3 separate regions of the Sus scrofa genome follow, and all the other regions are linked to region 2. A link is a contact called in public Hi-C and HiChIP or PLAC-seq data. All regions are on one chromosome and are shown on one strand. Each heading gives the region's core, a stretch centred on a gene start, on an enhancer-like site or on the middle of the called end of the contact. The rest is flanking DNA. Distances are from core to core; before and after follow the strand shown. Region 1 overlaps LOC100624559 (myomegalin). Region 2 holds the start of LOC100157002 (vesicle-trafficking protein SEC22b). Region 3 overlaps LOC100624559 (myomegalin).

The links. Hi-C and Micro-C count contacts between places; a contact is called where the count stands out from the background. HiChIP or PLAC-seq counts read pairs in DNA pulled down with a chosen protein or histone mark.
Region 1: a contact with region 2 is called in an H3K27ac HiChIP or PLAC-seq map of skeletal muscle. The contact joins the enhancer-like site here to the promoter of LOC100157002 in region 2. A contact is called at or near these places in 1 of 5 promoter capture datasets (liver), 5 of 47 Hi-C or Micro-C datasets (heart right ventricle, liver, skeletal muscle and 1 more) and 2 of 2 datasets of contacts at active chromatin or transcription factors (alveolar macrophages and skeletal muscle).
Region 3: a contact with region 2 is called in a Hi-C map of liver, with 7 times the contacts expected there. The contact joins the enhancer-like site here to the promoter of LOC100157002 in region 2. A contact is called at or near these places in 3 of 5 promoter capture datasets (fetal liver, fetal skeletal muscle and liver), 10 of 47 Hi-C or Micro-C datasets (adipocytes, epiblast stem cells, fetal heart ventricle and 4 more) and 2 of 2 datasets of contacts at active chromatin or transcription factors (alveolar macrophages and skeletal muscle).

Annotation. Positions count from the first base shown.
Region 1 is chr4:100,741,998-100,744,698 of Sscrofa11.1, forward strand. The region is part of intron 8 of LOC100624559 (myomegalin); the gene reads right to left. Among named protein-coding and RNA genes, the nearest start is that of NOTCH2, 210 kb to the right of the region's middle. Within about 2 kb of position 1,409, at least 20 of the 83 cell types and tissues checked have an H3K27ac peak or open chromatin away from gene starts, as enhancers often do. A contact at or near this core is called in skeletal muscle, where this site is marked.
Region 2 is chr4:100,879,407-100,882,116 of Sscrofa11.1, forward strand. LOC100157002 (vesicle-trafficking protein SEC22b) reads left to right here and starts at 1,437. Exons shown (of 5, transcript XM_003484218.4): 1 at 1,437-1,749. The coding sequence starts at 1,675. It overlaps LOC110260433 (a long non-coding RNA gene), which reads right to left. Exons shown (of 3, transcript XR_002343722.1): 3 at 2,453-2,562.
Region 3 is chr4:100,719,079-100,721,778 of Sscrofa11.1, forward strand. It overlaps LOC100624559 (myomegalin), which reads right to left. Exons shown (of 47, transcript XM_021090661.1): 10 at 2,033-2,152; 11 at 1,713-1,805; 12 at 1,375-1,587; 13 at 340-498. Among named protein-coding and RNA genes, the nearest start is that of NOTCH2, 230 kb to the right of the region's middle. Within about 2 kb of position 1,368, at least 12 of the 83 cell types and tissues checked have an H3K27ac peak or open chromatin away from gene starts, as enhancers often do. A contact at or near this core is called in fetal liver and liver, where this site is marked.

The DNA of each region.
Region 1 (2,701 bases), core at 159-2,658, 140 kb before region 2:
CTGGAGTTCCCGTCATGGCTCAGCAGGTTAAGAATGCGACTAGTATCCATGAGGATGTGGGTTTGATCCCTGACCTCACTCAGTGGGTTAAAGGATCAGGCGTTATGGTGAGCTATGATGTTGGTTGCAGATGTGGCCTGGATCAGGCGTTGCTGTGGCTGACCCCTTGCCAATGAAACAGTCATTGACTGGAATATATAAATGAATGGCTTATTCTATCTTAAAATTTTTATTTTGCTCTTTTGCCTTAGCACAAAACTTCCATTCTTGGTTACCCTCCAATGACCTCCTATCTTAAGTAATTAGAGTTCCATTAACAGTACTTTCAACTTTTTTCTCTTCTACTTGCTCCTCCTTCCAGATTAATCTTCCTAAAACAGATTTCAGAGGGATCACTTTCCTGCATAGTAAGCTGAAGACCTAATGATTTACCCATATTCATAAACTTCTTAATCTGCCATCTAAGACCCTCCGACTCTAGCTTCACCCTATATTTCTAGCCTAAACTCACTGTCTTCCTGCATATACTCACTATGCCAGTTACTGCTTCCTTACCCTGACGTCCTTACCTCTCTCTAATCTGCTTGTAATGTTCTTTCCTGGTCCTCCCACCTCTACCTGTCAAAACCCTTTCCAACTTTCAAGTATGTCCTTTAAGCTGCCTTTCTTAATCCCCTCAAAAGACATCTTCCTCTTCTTTGAACTTTCGAAGCACTTTTTTTATACCTCCAGTAATTTGGGGGTCATTTCTCCATACTGCCTATTCCCTTTCAGTTGGTAAGCACCTTCTGGAGAAGACTGTGCTTCACTCAGGTTCTCTTCTTGTTAGAACAGTTTGTTTCTAGATGTAAGTAAATGATCACTGAATGAATAGATTGATGCCTATTACTGTTTCTCTCTTAATAAAATCCTACTCATTCCTTACAGACCAGAATCTTCACTGCCCACCCCAGCCCATGAACTTTTCCTTTCTCTCCCACCTTGCATTTTGTCTCCATCAGAAACTTTCTTAAATTCCAATTAGATTGTAATCTCTAGAAATCTTACGGGTCTTTGTGTCCCCCTTCCCTCACCTTGCAGTGTCTTGTGCCTTGTACAAGCTGGGTCCTTCCTCATTTTCCACTTCCTTTGCTGCTCCCACACAACTGTCCGGGACATGTAACCAATGAAGGTTATGTCTGGGAGTCAGTGATGTTTAAAGAGGCTTTGTAAATGAGTCTCCAGCTTCAGCATGCATCAGCTTAAGAAGAGGATACTGAAAAGCCTCTCTAAAAAGAATCGTACAAGAAGTTGGCTGGAGCAGCCTGAGCTACTAATCCTGGCAAGGTTTTCAGTCTCTGCCTTGAGCTTTTAGAGCACATTCTTGCCTTAACCTCCATGACAGATCTCTCCATGGTAACACTGGAACCAGTTGGCTATTTTAGGAAATCTGCCTCATTGCATGCAGTGCTATTTACATTAGGTTCCAAATAAGGCCTTGAGTGTCTGCTGCTTTGTGTGAGGAGGAAGTCCTGATGGCTTAATAAATGCCTCTCCTTAATTCTATTGTCCTGTTTCATTTTTTAAGCTAACTGTAGTATAGCTACACATTAATAAATATTGCTTCTATAATACTGGGGAGGGGTGGATGGAGAGAAAAAAGGGAAAGAAACAAAATCAGAATTCCTCTAGACATTCCTTTGCAACTGCATCATCTCCCCCTGTCTTCATACTCTCCAGGACTGGTTTCATTGAACAGGTTCTTTGAGATAAAGCTTCCACAATTCTGCAGAAGGGAATAATAGCAATAACTGGAATGACTGCCAGCTTTTCCCTGCAACTTTGTGGATACCAAGGAAGAGAAAACCGCTTTGTAAATTGCACTTTATATTAGTTTCTGATTCCCTGGTAACGCAGACAAGTTGCTGCAGCATGGAAGCTCCATCAAAAAGCTCCGGAGCACTCGGATCACAACCACATGCTATCGGTCTGAATGGACATGGAGAACTGAAAACAAACATGGTGTGTCGTCAATCCACGGCATGTCAAGTTTATGGCATTTTTTGTTGTTGTTATATAAAGTTAATTATATAATAGGGATTCCTAGGTATTCTACCAGTACACTCCAGCTAAAATGGATGCTGTACAATGTTTTCGTAGAATGGAAAAGGAAAACAGCTAGAGGGATAGTAAAATCAATTAAATCAAATTAGTGTTTATCAAAACTGTTTCTCTTATCTGAAGGAGAGAAAGGCTCTGAAGTAAAACTTCCTGTACTCAGAGATTATATCCCAGTCCAGGCTTTTATACTGGGATAAATGAGAAGTACTACCTATGGGAGGTGGGGGTAAGATGAGTGTTTTTCATTTGGACAATTCAAACCTAGAAGTGCAAGATCTGTGAGCTCCCTTTCTTCTAAGCCTGGCTGTGGTATCCCCAGTTGTGAGGGGCTGGGGGGAGATGGAAGAAGTGAATGGATCTTTTTTTTTTGCTTTTTAGGGTCGCACCTGCTGCTTATGGAGGTTCCCAGGTTAGGGGTCAAATCAGAGCCACAGCTGCTGGCCTACACCATAGCCACAGCAATACGAGATCCAAGCTATGTCTGATCTACACCACAGCTCACAGCAACACCGGATCCTTAACCCACTGAGCGAGGCCAAGGATCAAACCCACGTCCTCATGGATGCTAATCAGGTTCATTAACCGTTGAGCCACAAGAGGA
Region 2 (2,710 bases), core at 187-2,686:
ATTCTAAATGTAAGATTTTATCGGCTTAGGCTGCCATATACACAAGGATTGCCTTTAATTTTACTTTCTCACGGTCTCAATAGCACCATCAATTTCTTAGCCTTGCCTACATTGCAGCCCTTCATCTTTTGTCTGGAGTCAATCATTAGGTCTTCCTCCCAAAATCCTCTCAAGAAATAATATTAGGGAGTCCCCACTGTGGCAAAGTGGGATAAGAATCTGCATTGCTCAGGTTGCTGTGGAGGTGTGGGTTTGACCTCTGGCCTGGTGCAGTGGGTTAAGGGATGGGATTGCCACAGCTGTGGCATAGGTCAGCTTGAATTCAGTCCCTAGCCCAGGAACTTTCATAGGCAATGGGTGTGACCATAAAATTTAAAAAAAGAGAAATAATATCAGTTTTCCCCTAATGGCTGTAGAATTGAAGAAAAAGTAACAAAAGGATGAGCTCTTTAACATATGGATAAATGTTAAGACAGAGTTGTATCAGGATTAAGAGCATAGGCTTTGGAGTTCAATCCCAGTTCAAATTCGGCTCCCATTACTACTAGCTGTGTCACCTTGGAAAAATTACTCTCAGGCTTTTTTATCCAACTATGAATTGGGGACTAACACTAAATAACTTTACTCATTTTTTTTGGTTAAATAACTAGTATCTGTAAAGCACTTAGCAGTGTTTCTATTAATGTAAACACAATTAGTGCTCAATAAAGTGTAATTGATATAAGTAATAAAATACATTTGTATAATTTTTTTTAGTTTACAAAATATGTGCACCTACATTTTCATGTTAAATAATCACAAACATCCTGAGAGGCAGGAAATATCCTTGTTTTAAAGATGGGGACACCAAAAAAAAAAAAAAAAAGGTGGTAACACTTCCCCAAATAGAATTGTCTAGAGATTGCTCCAGTAAGGAGTGACTGTACAGTTACTGGAAGTTTTGCAAGGCTGTCCTGTACCTATCATGATACAGGTAGCAAAGACCCCAACATTTGGAAGAGTGACAGATCTATATGATTTCTGAAGTCCTGTAACTTGGTCATTTTCTCACACATGCAATACATATTTTTACCGAAAACTATTCAAGGACCTAGGGATACAGCATAAACAAACATGCAGAAAACTCCCAAACAGCATGTGCACACATATTTCTGCTTAGAAATAGAAAAATACAGAAAGTATTTTTATAGGATATATAATATAGAAAATTAAAAATTAAGGAGGAAAATACATAGCTTTATTTTCAGTTTTTTCACATACTCTTCATTTAAGTACCCATTAATTCCTACCCTCCTTCCCAGCCCTCTCCCCTGACTTAAAGTATCCAAACTAGGAAATCCTACTTCAGTTTGTGTGCCACGCCCCTTCAAGGGTCAAGGCTCAGAAGAGGCTGGAAATTCAGAAAAGTGGGCGGGGCCTTGGAAGTTTCTGAAGATGGAAGGAGAGACGGCGGAACTAGTGTTCCAGTAGTTGTGGTTCTCCGGGGAAGCCAATTCTGGGGACCGGTAGTGGAGAGCTCTGGACCTTGTTTCCGGCCACCTCAGCGGGAAGCGGAGACGCCAGCAGCTGGGTTTTCGGGAACTAAGGTAGAGGCATAACTGTTGTCGCGGCGAAGCAAGTCAAGACGCACCTACGGCCGTCCAGGCTAGTTTTGGGTCTCGGTAGTCTGTGAAGATGGTGTTGCTCACGATGATCGCCCGGGTGGCGGACGGGCTCCCGTTGGCCGCTTCGATGCAGGAGGACGAACAGGTAAGCTCCAAGATCCCCATGACCCCGAGTTCCTGCCGGAGCACTCAGCTCTCAGCGACTGATTCCTTTTTAAGACATGGAGACCCTTGTCGCCTCCCAGACATTCCTGACCCCTGCGAAGTGCTTTTTCTCTTTTGGCAGTGGAGAAGACTACTTGTTAGAAAAAATCCTTCCTGAAGGCGAAGGTAGATTTTTGTGTTACCTGTTCCTCTTAAGAAAAACGCTCTGGAGAAGGGATAGTTTAGCTGAGTGTGATCATCCAGTGCTTCGTTGAAATCAGGATTTTTAATTTTTCGCTGCTAATAAGGCTGACTGACAGGTCTTGGGGGAAATCAGCCCCTAAATTCTTTAACTGTTCTTACTGTAGCACCTGATCCTTGACCTAGCTTGCTGACATCTATTGAAAGTAGATGAGATAATATTGCCACATATATGCACCTGTTTGAAGGCGCCTGTTTGAAGTTCAGTACAGAGCCTTCTTTCAAAGTTATGCCCGATTCCCACCTCCTCCAATAAGCCTTACTAAATTCCTATTATTGGAATTAAAATCCCTGTGTCGACTCTTTACATTTATTTTACATTTTCCTTTTTCTTTCAATAAGTTGAGTTTCGTAGCAGGTAAATAACAAATGTTAGTCATCTTTGTGTCTCCTGTAGCTTTTGCTAGTAGATGCTCAGAAATGTGTTAATTTAAAAACAACAACTCCAGATATCTTGAAAGGAAGATGCTTTGTGCCTTAAAAATCACGAGGGAAACTCCTGGTGTGAGACAAGTTCATGGAGCATGGTTGGAAGTTTCCTGAAGAAAGGAGGCTGAGAGTGAAATTTATATAATTTATTTAAAGTGATCAACTTTATTTTACTTTCTCATGCAACCTAATAAAAATTTTTTTAAAAACCCTGAAGGCCTAAAAAAAAGACGAAATATAGAAAAAAAATTGTACATAAATTTTTTGACTTT
Region 3 (2,700 bases), core at 118-2,617, 160 kb before region 2:
TTTTTTAGGGCCGCACCCATGGCATATGGAAGCTCCCAGACTAGGGATTAAATCGGAGCTGTAGCTGCTGGACTACGCCACAGCCACAGCAATGTGGGATCCAACCCACATCTGTGACCTACACTACAGCTTACTCAATTCAATGCAGATCCTTAACTCAGTGAGTGAGGCCAGGGATTAGACCTGCATCCTCATGGATACTAGTTGGATTCATTTCTGCTGCACCACAATGGGAACTCCTTTTTTTTTTTTTCTCAGACTAATATCTTGAGATAATATGAACATAAATTCCCAAGCCAGATAAGCCCAGTTTTAGTGGACATCGTTCTGTGGACTCACCTGAAGCAGCTGCTCTTTGTGACTCAGACTGTGGTTGAGGTGCTGAATGTGTTGCTCTTGGATTCTAATCGCATTGCATTTTTCAGCCTCTAGAGTATGAAGCTGTTGGCTCTTATTCTGCAATTCTCCCTGTAGCTGCTGCAAGGCTTTTCGCAATTCCTGAATTAAACAGATTCCCTTTTTCAAACAATCTAAAATTTTCACATGGTCATTAGATATGGAGACTTTAAAACTTTCAAGGCATAGAGAACAAAAATTAAAGTAGCAAAACGTGCCATCTTAAAATTACTATAGAAATACATGAGTCAAACAGGATATGGAAAATTACAGGAACTGTGGGTGGGAGCAGGATGTAAATTTAATATTATAGTTCAATACTTTTTTTTTTTTTTTTTTTTTTTTTTGCTTAAAAACAGAGTACTAAGTGGGACTCTGTTCCACCACAAACCTGGATCCTTTACTTTACAATAAGCTCCAGGATATAATATGACTACCTATCCTTTTAAATCTTAAAAAAATTGATAGTGTATGCTCTAAGCTAACATGATAAAGGAACCATTAAAGAATTACGTGCTTTATATTAAAAAAAATACATAGCTAATTGTGCATGCCACTCTTCTGACCGTGGTTGTTCTTCCCACTTTTTGGTCCTGCTTTTAGTCATGCTTCAGGAAGAATCTCAGATAATCTCCTCCTTTGTGAAGCTTTCTCTGACTCCCTTCCTCAGCCCCACCTACATGGAGGACCCCTATAAACCTCCTCTACGGTATTTACCAGAGTGAAATTCTGTTTATGTGACTGTTTCTCATACTGTCTCACAAGTAACTTTTGAGGAAGGGGACTATAAGATCTACTCTCATATTTCCAGAACACAGCCCACCACCTGGCACATGGTATATAAGGGCAACAAATGCAGAATTGAATACTTAGAAGAAGTAAGTGACTCGAGGGTTCAACACAAGCTACCCTTATAAAGAGTTACCATCAGGGCAAAGTCAGCATTTACACAATGCCACACAATGATTAATGATTTACCTGGTTATGTTTCCAAGAAGCCTCTTTCTGCTGCTCTCTCTCCTCTGCCGCCGCCTCTACAAATCTCACACAGCGTTTGGCATCAGTCAGCTGCCGTTCTTTTTGTCGTACCACCCTCTGAAGCTTCTGGATCTCAAGCTGGCTGCAGAATAAAGCACTCTGAAGATCAAGCAGAGCCACCTGTTGCTGAGCTGGGGAAGTACCCTCAGAGGTCTGAAAAGAGAGTGGAAATCATTATCACAAGGAGGGCAAGCACTGAGCAGCCGAGAAGACCAGCAAAATCAAGACTATGACTGACAGTTGGGTTGCCCCTCCTGTCCTCCGTGACCATCACATACATGCAGTTGTCCAAGCTGGCTCTGGTGCAGCATTTCTCGAAGCTTTGCCATTGTTTCGTTTTGACCTTCAATCACCTGGTACAACTCCTCAGTCTGAAAATGAGAGAGGGAGTACCAAACATATTAGCCAACTAAATAAACATTCCATTATCTCATCTGTATAGATTTTAGCATCAAGACTACTCCAAAATACCCATTCAGATGACACTATGATTTTTCTGTTAGTCTGACAATATCCATTTCTATAAATTACAGAATTCTTTCTACTTTGATGGGAAAAAAATGTTTCCTCATAGGTCCTTGATGGCCAAACATTTTACCTCGCTTTCCCTGCTTTTCAGAGTTTCCTTGAAGCTTTGAATTGTACTATCTTGCTTCTGAGATGACTGCTGAGCAGACTTTAGTTCACAGCTCATTTCATTCAGTTTTTCTTGAAGAATCTGAATTCAGCAAAGAAAAGCAATTTCTTAGGTCAATGATTTCGTTTAACCTCCAATACAACTAATTCTCAAGTCCTTCTTCAATCCCAGGTTTAAAGGATTTCTCAGGGAATATTACCTTGTTATTTTTTCCCCAATATAGTAACCATTCTAGTCCTAAGTTAATCAGCAAGAGAAAGGAGCGGGAAATATGAACTACTTCCTTCAACACTCTCTTGCTTCAATTCTCACGCACTGTGCTTTCTCTATACTGGCAGCCATACTGGACTCTTGTCCACACAAGTCACTGTGGATCTTTTACATAAAGACCAAGGAGCCACTACAGGACAGGACACAACAAGGGCACACCAGGCCAGGAGTGCAGCATCCCATATTATGGGAATTTTCTTCTAAGCAGATGTTAAAAATCTATGGGCTATAAAGGGGTGAGAAGTTAAACTAAAATCAAAAGCATAAACCTTCTGTCTCAGTGCCTTAATACAGTTTAAAAAAAAATGCATTTAGGCCCAAAAGGCACCAGAAGTTCTGATCTGTGCAGAACAGACTAA